2 separate regions of the Sus scrofa genome follow, and region 1 is linked to region 2. Evidence: chromatin contacts called from public Hi-C data. All regions are on one chromosome and are shown on one strand. Each heading gives the region's core, a stretch centred on a gene start, on an enhancer-like site or on the middle of the called end of the contact. The rest is flanking DNA. Distances are from core to core; before and after follow the strand shown. Region 1 holds the start of STT3A (STT3A, catalytic subunit of the oligosaccharyltransferase complex). Region 2 holds the start of HSPA8 (heat shock 70kDa protein 8).

Region 1 (4,464 bases), core at 525-3,024, 2.7 Mb after region 2:
AACTTTGTTCTTTAACAGTATATTTTGACTTCTGAAAAAGTTGACTTAATTGTACCATCTAGAAACAAACATTTAAGAAACATGCTCAAGGTGTTCCTGTCGTGGCTCAGCAGCAACGAATCTGACTAGTATCCATGAGGATGTAAGTTCGGTCCCTGGCCTTGCTCAGTGGGTTAAGGATCCGGCGTTGCTGTGAGTTGTGGTGTAGGTCGAAGACGCGGCTTGGATCCTGAGTTGCTGTGGCTGTGGCATAGGCCAACAGCTACAGCTCCGATTTGACCCTTAGCCTGGGAACTTACATATGCCACCAGTGAGGCTCTAAAAGACACCCCCAGCCCCCTAGAAAGAAAGAAACATGTTAAACAATTCAAAAAAAAATTAATCCGAAAGTTAATATCTTAATGTTCTTGAAGCCGTTTTTTTTTTTTAATTTAAAAGATCTAATTTTAATTCTTTTAAAAAGAAAAACTCCTTTTGAAGAAGCATTTACTTGAAGTTCTGCAATTCATTCAGTTTGTTTCCTTTTGTTAGTAAAATTACATTTAACACAAATACAAAAGGAAAAAGCAGATCTTCTGAATCATAACGTCCTGGGGTGAACCTGGTCATGTGAATTTTGAAACATACACGTGATTTTGAAGCAGTGATTTAATGTGCTTTCAATAAATTTGGTCGGCCGCATTCAGAGTAACTGTGAAGAGAAATGAGTGACACTGGCGCTAAATTTGAACAGTTGCCGGATGCTCCTATTTCATTTGGTGTAGCTCTTGCTCACAGAGGTGTGTAGGAAGTAGGAGTGCGTGTCTGAGAGGTGATGGAGCTGGCTGCTGGAACTTCGTCCCCTTCCCTGCCCTCAGTAGCTTTTCTTTGTGAGTGGACAGAGGGAGAACTGAGGCGAGTTAGCAGCTTCCACGAGCACGTAACTTACAAAGGGTGAGCTGACAAAGTACCGCAGGTCTGCAGGCTGATTCCAGGAAGCCTGTCGCATGCATGGGAGGACCGCCTCCGCGGGTTGGTGCACTCAGTCTGTGGCTTAGAATCTTCCAACCAAACTTCGACGATCCTTTTGGCCTTGGCGTGCTTACTCCCGAGGTCGGGCTTAAGAGAGGTAAATGCCTCGTAAAATTTGTCAGGGCTCTGGTCCATCACATTTTCCGGGAGCATCTTCAAAAACAGCTCTTGAGAGAACTGTAAGTCAAGAGATCCTGTACAAGATGTAACGGTCTGGCCCGGGAAGCATTTGAGTTTCTTTGAGAGTAGGTGGGAAGTGTTTCCTTCCTCTTCTTTAATCTTATATTAGGTAACAGTTTCTACCTTTAAAAAACAAAACTCTCAGAAAAGGAGGAGCGCGATCTTAGCACGGCTTTTTGGGATTTGTAGTTTTGGCTTATTCCTTGGCGTAGTTTCCGTTTCTGGTCACATGACTTGGGCTAAACCGTCCGCACCTTCCGCCCGCGACTCCTTTGCGGTCCTCGGACTGACACGTCACTGCTCAGCTCTCAACCAAACTGCTTTGAGCGGTTTCTTCTGCGCCCACGCTCGCACAAGCGGACCTATCACTGCTCGGCACTTGTACGAGGTCCCGCCTTCTCGATCCTAAGTGATTTCTGCATAGACCACTTAAGAAGTGGGAGTGCGGTTTTGTCCACGCCTCCGAGTTTGACAGACAGTTCTATGACCCTATCGCTCTCATCAATTGTCATATTGGCCCTGAGCCAGCCAATGGGAAGCGGACCGGGAGGCCAACTTGGTGCTACCAAGGTTGGGTGCGCGGTGAACGGATGGCAGAGCGAGCCGAACGGACTCCTGAGGAGCGCGGGACAGGTGAGAAGGCCCTAGAGTATTACTTAAGAATTAGCGGCAAGTGCAGTCTAAGGTGTTTGTGGGGCAGAACGAAGTGCATGGATGGGGCTCTAATGGCGGGGGGTATGGGCGCGGAGCAGAATCTAGGACCTTGCAGAGGAGGGGGCGTGGGGCGTGGTGTGGGGACATCCTGAAATGGAAGGATGTAAGGGTCTGGGATGGGGCGTGCGCTTAAGCTAAGGAAGGCGTGGGAAAGATCGCACCCGGAGACTAGTCCCTGGAAGGATGGCGCTTAGGATGCTGAGGTGGTGGGGTGTCCCTCGGTGGGTGGTGTCAGAGGTGTTGCGTTTTCTGAAGGTGGGAGACCGGGGGAGGAGGGACCTGAAGTAGAGGAGGGCGGGGGGGGGGAGTGTGAGAAAGTGTGTAGGCAAACGGGGTGGGCAAGTTGCAGTCTTCGGAACTAGAACTAGGGTGGGACGAGGGGGCCAGCGCTTTCAGGCGCAGGTGAGGTGGAGAACATATGCTAAGTGTTTTGAGAAAAGTCTTTGCCCTTAATCGCTTTAGCGGTATGCGAACAAGACCAGAGAGCACAGTATGGAAACTCCCTTAGGGTCCTGGCCTAAATTACCAGCTCCTTTTACTCAGTTTTCAGGTCGAGGTTCTTGTGCTCTCATTTACTCCCTTACTCTTTTAGGCCTATGGCTCAAATCTACTCAGTGGTGGTGAGTTTTGCTATTTCAAGCGTTGGAGAAGACAAGTACTATCCTGAGGGATGTGATTGGATTGTTGACTTCCTGAGTTAGGTATTTAATTTGGTTGCAAGATAAGGTTTTCCTTTGGGGTTATAATTAAAACTATGTTAAAACTGCTCCTCTGAGACAGTTAACTTTGGAAAAGATGCTTGGCTTTTCACTGTTGGAGCATGTTGCTTCTTCATGCCTTTCGCCTAGTCCAGTGTTTTTTTTTTTTCCCTCCTCTTCTCTAGTAATAGTGGGGCAAAAGATCAGAAGGGGTCCAGGTTCCTTTTTGTCCCCGCTGGCGTCTTGTACAGTGTTTCGTATCCTTTAATATTAGATTCTTTGTCACTTAGCCTTTGACCAGCTTGTGGTTTAAGAAGGCAGAGCCCTCTTCGACATAAAGAGCTAACCTCCTAATTATTGCTAATAGTAAACCTTATCCATCAAGAGATCACCATTCTGAATGATCTACAGACTGTTTCCCTCAATATTTAGTTTTAATCTAGCCCCGCCTTTTCCCCCTGCCAGCCTGATCATTTTTTACTTTAGTAGGAAAATGTTGTCTTCTTTTCCCTCTGGATTGTCATCTGGTTCCATGAGCTGTCTCTGGGATCAGTGGCTTAAATCAGCAGTGTCAATTACAGAGATGCTTTGAGACAGCTGATAGAAAGTGGGTATAAGTCTGAGCAGTACTTGTGTGATAAAAGGGATTAGAAGTGCAGTGATCCATCTGTGTCTGTTTCCCTTTCTTTGAGTGCATGTCTGTATATGTATTAGTGATCAGTCATGCTCCTTAGTTGATCCTTTAACACAGAAAGAAGCTTGTAGCCAGTCAGTTGAAGCTGAAAGTTAGGGCTGTAAACTGCTGATTCAGTCATGACTTTTTTTTTTTTTTTTTTTTAGGATTGCACCCAAGGCATATGGAGGCTCCCACGCTAGGGGTTGAATCGGAGCTGTAGCCCCGGCTTATACCACAGCAACGCCAGATCGGAGCTGTGTCTGCGACCTACACCACAGCTCATGGCAGGCAACGCCAGATCCTTAACCCACTGAGCAAGGCCAAGGAACAAACCTTCGTTCTCATGGTTACTAGTCAGATTCATTTCCACTGAGCCATGATGGGAACTCCATAGTCATGACTTCTGTTTCTCTGTTTTCAACTTTCACTTCTATACTCATTTCCTGCTTTTTTTCATACCTTCCTTCCTTTTCTTGAATGCTTTCTTTCTCCATTCATTATTCTTTTCTCTTTCCAGGCTTTCCTATTTTCTTTGCCTGTCTTCCTCCAACCCCCTTTTTTCTTTTTTTTTGTCTTTTTGCTATTTCTTTGGGGCCGCTCCCACGGCATATGGAGGTTCCCAGGCTAGGGGTCGAATCGGAGCTGTAGCCACCAGCCTACGCCAGAGCCACAGCAACGCCGGATCCAAGCCGCGTTTGCGACCAACACCACAGCTTACGGCAACGCCAAATCCTCAACCCACTGAGCAAAGCCAGGGATTGAACCCGCAACCTCATGGTTCCTAGTCAGATTCGTTAACCACTACACCACGACAGGAACTCCTCATCTTCATTTTTTTTTTTTTTTTTTTTTTTTTTTTTTGTCTTTTTTTGCTATTTCTTGGGCCGCTCCCGCGGCATATGGAGGTTCTCAGGCTAGGGGTCGAATCGGAGCTGTAGCCACCGGCCTACGCCAGAGCCACAGCAACGTGGGATCCAAGCCGCATCTGCAATCTACACCACAGCTCACGGCAACGCCAGATCGTTAACCCACTGAGCAAGGGCGGGAACCAAACCAGCAACCTCATGGTTCCTAGTCGGATTCGTTAACCACTGCACCACGACGGGAACTCCTCATCTTCATTTTTGACTCACAGAGCTGACATGCCTACTTCCTTGCCAGTTGATCCTAATTCAGGCAAGGCTT
Region 2 (4,379 bases), core at 682-3,181:
CTTTATCTGTACTTCTGATGACTCAAATCTTGACTGATAAGCCAAAACTGGTACATACCTTTTTGTCTAAGCCATAAGCAATAGCAGCAGCAGTTGGCTCATTGATGATTCTAAGTACATTGAGACCAGCAATAGTTCCAGCATCTTTGGTAGCCTGACGCTGAGAGTCGTTAAAGTATGCTGGTACTGTGACAACAGCATTGGTAACAGTCTAGAAAAACAAAAGATTAAAACCTGTCACATCAACTGCTTGCTTGCACAGGCACTCAATGATACCTCACATAATTAACATTCGAGTTTACCTACCCATTTTAATAGTTTTTTCTACTGTGCTGAGATCAGCCAAAATCCCACATTATCAGTAAACCTTCAAACTTGCTGTGGCAATCTCCACCCACATCTTCTCCTTGTACTACTGTATACACTTACCTTCCCAAGGTAGGCTTCTGCAATTTCCTTCATCTTTGTCAAAACCATGGATGACACCTCCTCTGGATAGAAACTTTTTGTCTCTCCCTTGTATTCTACTTGGACCTTAGGCCTGCCTGCATCATTCACCACCACGAAGGGCCAATGCTTCATATCAGACTGGACAACAGCATCATCAAATCTTCGTCCAATGAGGCGTTTGGCATCTGTTAAGGCATCAAACACAACCGTTACCTTGAACTGCATTCATCAGCCTCTCCATCAACTTAGCCCACCATTCTAAAACCAAGACCCTCTCAGTATTAAATGGATTCAACTTCTGACGAAGATACTTCAAATTCTTTCCTTAAGAAGAAATGCCACTCACTTAAATTTTCTAACTTTCCCTATTCTCAAGGTTTTTGAGATACCTCAAAACTGACTTTTTAGAATTACCTATATATAATCTGCCTAGATCACTTAAAACTCATGCTGTTAACATTTCAGTGGCTCACCAAAAACCGTGTTGGTGGGATTCATCGCAACTTGGTTCTTCGCAGCATCACCAATCAATCGTTCAGTATCAGTAAAGGCAACATAGCTTGGGGTGGTTCGGTTCCCCTGATCATTAGCAATTATTTCCACTTTTCCGTGCTGGAAGACACCCACACAAGAATAGGTGGTGCCAAGATCAATGCCAACTGCAGGTCCCTTAGACATGGTTGCTGTGGAGAGAAAAAGTCCATGTCGTTAAAAACCAGATTAAGCGCCCAAGATCGTCTATCTTAAAGACCACTCGCCATCAGCTCTCAAGACCACTCTTAAATACACATCGCTCGGAAACTGCCCTGGTCGGAAATAACCACGCGACAGGGTCAGAGCCAGCATGGAATGCTGCAGTTAAGGCTGCCATGCCAACCGCAGAGCCCGCCGCAGACTGAAAACAGCACCTGCCAAGAGGGTCTGCGCCATAGCCGACCACGTGGTCCGGTGCCCTGGACTGAACTTTCGCCCTCCCCCTTTCGCACCCTCTTCTCCACCCTTGCAAAGGATGAGAATCCTCCTCCACCGCCTTGGGCGCGTGCCAATCAGGACTTCCTCTTTTAGGAGAAACCCGTCTACGCCGGAAACGGGGAGCGGCCGGGATTAAGGAGCGAGCTCCACGCCCCGCAAAGGAGTGCAGCCCCTTCCCCCCTCTCTCCTCGCGCCGGGTGCGGCCGCAATCGCGGTCACCTTCCTGGTTAAAGCGGCCCTGCCCACCGAGCCCCGACCCTCTATCCCGATTGCATCACTGCCTGCCACCAGGAACAAAGCTCCCCAGCCGAGCAAAATAATAGCTGCCCGCAGCCCGCCTGAGATAGAAAGCTGCAGGCCGCCACAAACTCAGGGAAGCTGGGGCGGGAAGCACACTGCGGCGGCACAATGCAGGTTTGGAAGATATTCAGAAGCCTTACCTGAAACGTAGGCCTGGTTTAGCTAGAGAAAAAAAGCCGCAACCCGAAGCGCTCCCGACGGTTCAATGAGACCGGTTTCCGCCCGTCGCCCTATCTCTTATACCCGGCCTCAGAACCTTCCAGAAGGGGCCCGCCCCTGCCGGTGCCCATCATTGCTGCCTCAGCCAATGGGCGGGCGGTTACCTCCGCAAGCCCCAATGACGAACCCGGCTTGACTCCTCGCACCTCCCCCTTCCTTCCGCAACACGCCCCGCCTCGGATGACGCACTCACCGCAGCGTTCTGGAACTTTCATTCTCGCCCCCGCTCTCTGAACGGCCCGGGGGAAAGGGAGGGTGGGGCCGACGGAGCCCGCGCGCGGGAGTCCTCAGTCACCCCGTGGGGGGGAGCGGGGGGCGGGGAAGAGCGCGTCCGCCTCTGCGCATGCGCCCCCAGAAAGCGCGGGCGGGAGGGAACGGAAGGAGGGGGAGGAAGAGGGGCGGGCCAACTTGGAGTCAACCAATGACAGCGATCTGGCTCAGTGCGGAACCCGGGGAGGGTAAGCGCTCGGCCTGCAGGGAGGGGTCCGACTCCAGCCGCCGGGAGAGAAGACGGAAGTGGAGCGAGGACAAAATGGCCGCGAAGGTTGTTGCGCCCCTCCCCCACCAGGTCCTCATTCTCTTCCCCGACACCCACTCCGGATATATAGACTGTCCCCCAGGCTCTCCCGGACTCCACATCCGCACATTTCGTGACCGGCGTGACGCTGGTCTAGGGATGACCGTGAGCGACAGGGCCGAAGGTTCCGACCCCGGGGCGCTGCCGGGGTAAATTCGGCCGGGACACCCAGATCTGGGGAAGGAAGGAGCTGCCCGGCTGCCGCCGCCGGTCCCGCCTCTGCCTAGGGTGCGGCAGGGTAGCGTGGCAGGCCCCCGCGGCCGTCCGTTCTCTGTGGCAGCTGGAGGCCGTCTGACCCCGACACAGGTTGGAGAGGCTCGATTTCTTAGCCCACTAGCCTGTGTCGAGACCCTCAGCAAAGTAAATGGCCAAGCACGCTTCTCGAAGGCCTCGGTTACCTCCGGTATCCCGCGGAGAATAGATTCGGCTTCTTTTCTCAGCCCCTCCTCCACCCGACCGAGCCCCGTTCTTCTCTGTTACTTGTTTTAAAGGAAGAAAAGGTGGCGAGTTTTTTCTTTGTAAATGAACCAGACGTTAGGAACTTTGGTTCCGGTAGCTTTGTGTCCTTGATTTAGGCTTCCTGAGCCTTTTATTTTCAGTAACAGGAGGGAATAGCTATCTGCTTTGATTTTCGTCAGAAACTAAAAGAGAGGCCAGGCAGAGATGCCTTGAAAACATCACTGAAGGAGTCTAGTGTACAAAGCAGTGGACCTAGAATTTTCAATTCTGTCTGGTGGCAGGTGTTTGGGGCCTTGTCATTCTAAAGGCTTCTGAGAGCCTTTCTTAGTACCATGAAGGCTTTCCTACGTGCTCTTTCAGGCAGGCAGGGCAAGTAATAAACCCATTTAGTATGTGTGTGGGCACGGATAGGAGAAAAGGTTTTTTTAAGACTATCTAGAACTTTTATCGGCATCACTGGAATTAGAAAGGTCTCCAGACTTCCAGAAAGGCTGTTAGAAAAGTGAGGATGACTTGTCCTTGTCAAAGCCAGTAGAGCCTGGAGTTAGACTCAAATGTTTGATAAAAAGGGTATTTGCCTTTTGGGAGGGAATGTGGGCTTGAGTCTGTTGAGGAACATACCTAATGCCTCCCCATCTCTCAAGAAGTTCGTTTTACATGATGCTTTCACAGTGTACAGAGTGCTTTCATTTGCTACCTCATTTAGTCTTTTAAAACAATTCTCTGAGCTATGTATCATTCATTCCTGTGTTAGGAGATAAATGAGGTTCAGAGATGTCTTTTGTGGGAAGATAAACAGCTGGCTGAGTTACAATGGAATTCAGCTCTTGATTCCAGATTCTTAAGTCTTTTTTTAAGTAGTAATTTTCTTTGTGGAAGCACGTGTAACTCAAAGTGTGGAAAGAGGAAGATGTGTACTGCGGGAGGCTTCTTTCAGTTTTCTTCAGCATCTGCAGTCTTCCTCTCCCCACACGATTTATCAGTACTATCTCTGAACCACTACATTTTGCAGCTTTATAACCTCTGAATTACCTACAACATTTGAACCACTGAACTAGTGGAAAATAGAACTGGGGCCCCAGTCCAGGGGTTTGGTGTACTTTGCCAAACAGCAGAGATTAAAGAAAGCTGAACAGAGAACCTTTGTTTCTGGTTGCTTTCAATATATAAAGTTGAGATTATGATAAATGTCCTATCTCTACCTCTTCACATGCACAGGGTTTCAAACCCATTCAGGAACTAAAAGTTTGAGTGCTTGGGGCTGCAGAGTGGAGGAGTCTGAAGACTGGGTGTCTGATGGGGAATAGTGTCATTAACATTTTGGGATCCTGTTACATGCTGAGCTCTGTTCTGAGTGCTTTGCATATATTACCTCCTTTAATTCTCTGAAGTTTTTTTTCAG

Evidence for each region. Hi-C and Micro-C count contacts between places; a contact is called where the count stands out from the background.
Region 1: a contact with region 2 is called in a Hi-C map of liver, with 7 times the contacts expected there. The contact joins the promoter of STT3A here to the promoter of HSPA8 in region 2. A contact is called at or near these places in 1 of 5 promoter capture datasets (liver) and 1 of 47 Hi-C or Micro-C datasets (liver).

The regions. Positions count from the first base shown.
Region 1 is chr9:52,725,115-52,729,578 of Sscrofa11.1, forward strand. STT3A (STT3A, catalytic subunit of the oligosaccharyltransferase complex) reads left to right here and starts at 1,775. Exons shown (of 18, transcript NM_001243852.1): 1 at 1,775-1,824.
Region 2 is chr9:49,984,829-49,989,207 of Sscrofa11.1, forward strand. It overlaps HSPA8 (heat shock 70kDa protein 8), which reads right to left and starts at 1,932. Exons shown (of 9, transcript NM_001243907.1): 1 at 1,863-1,932; 2 at 924-1,133; 3 at 430-635; 4 at 59-211. The coding sequence starts at 1,128.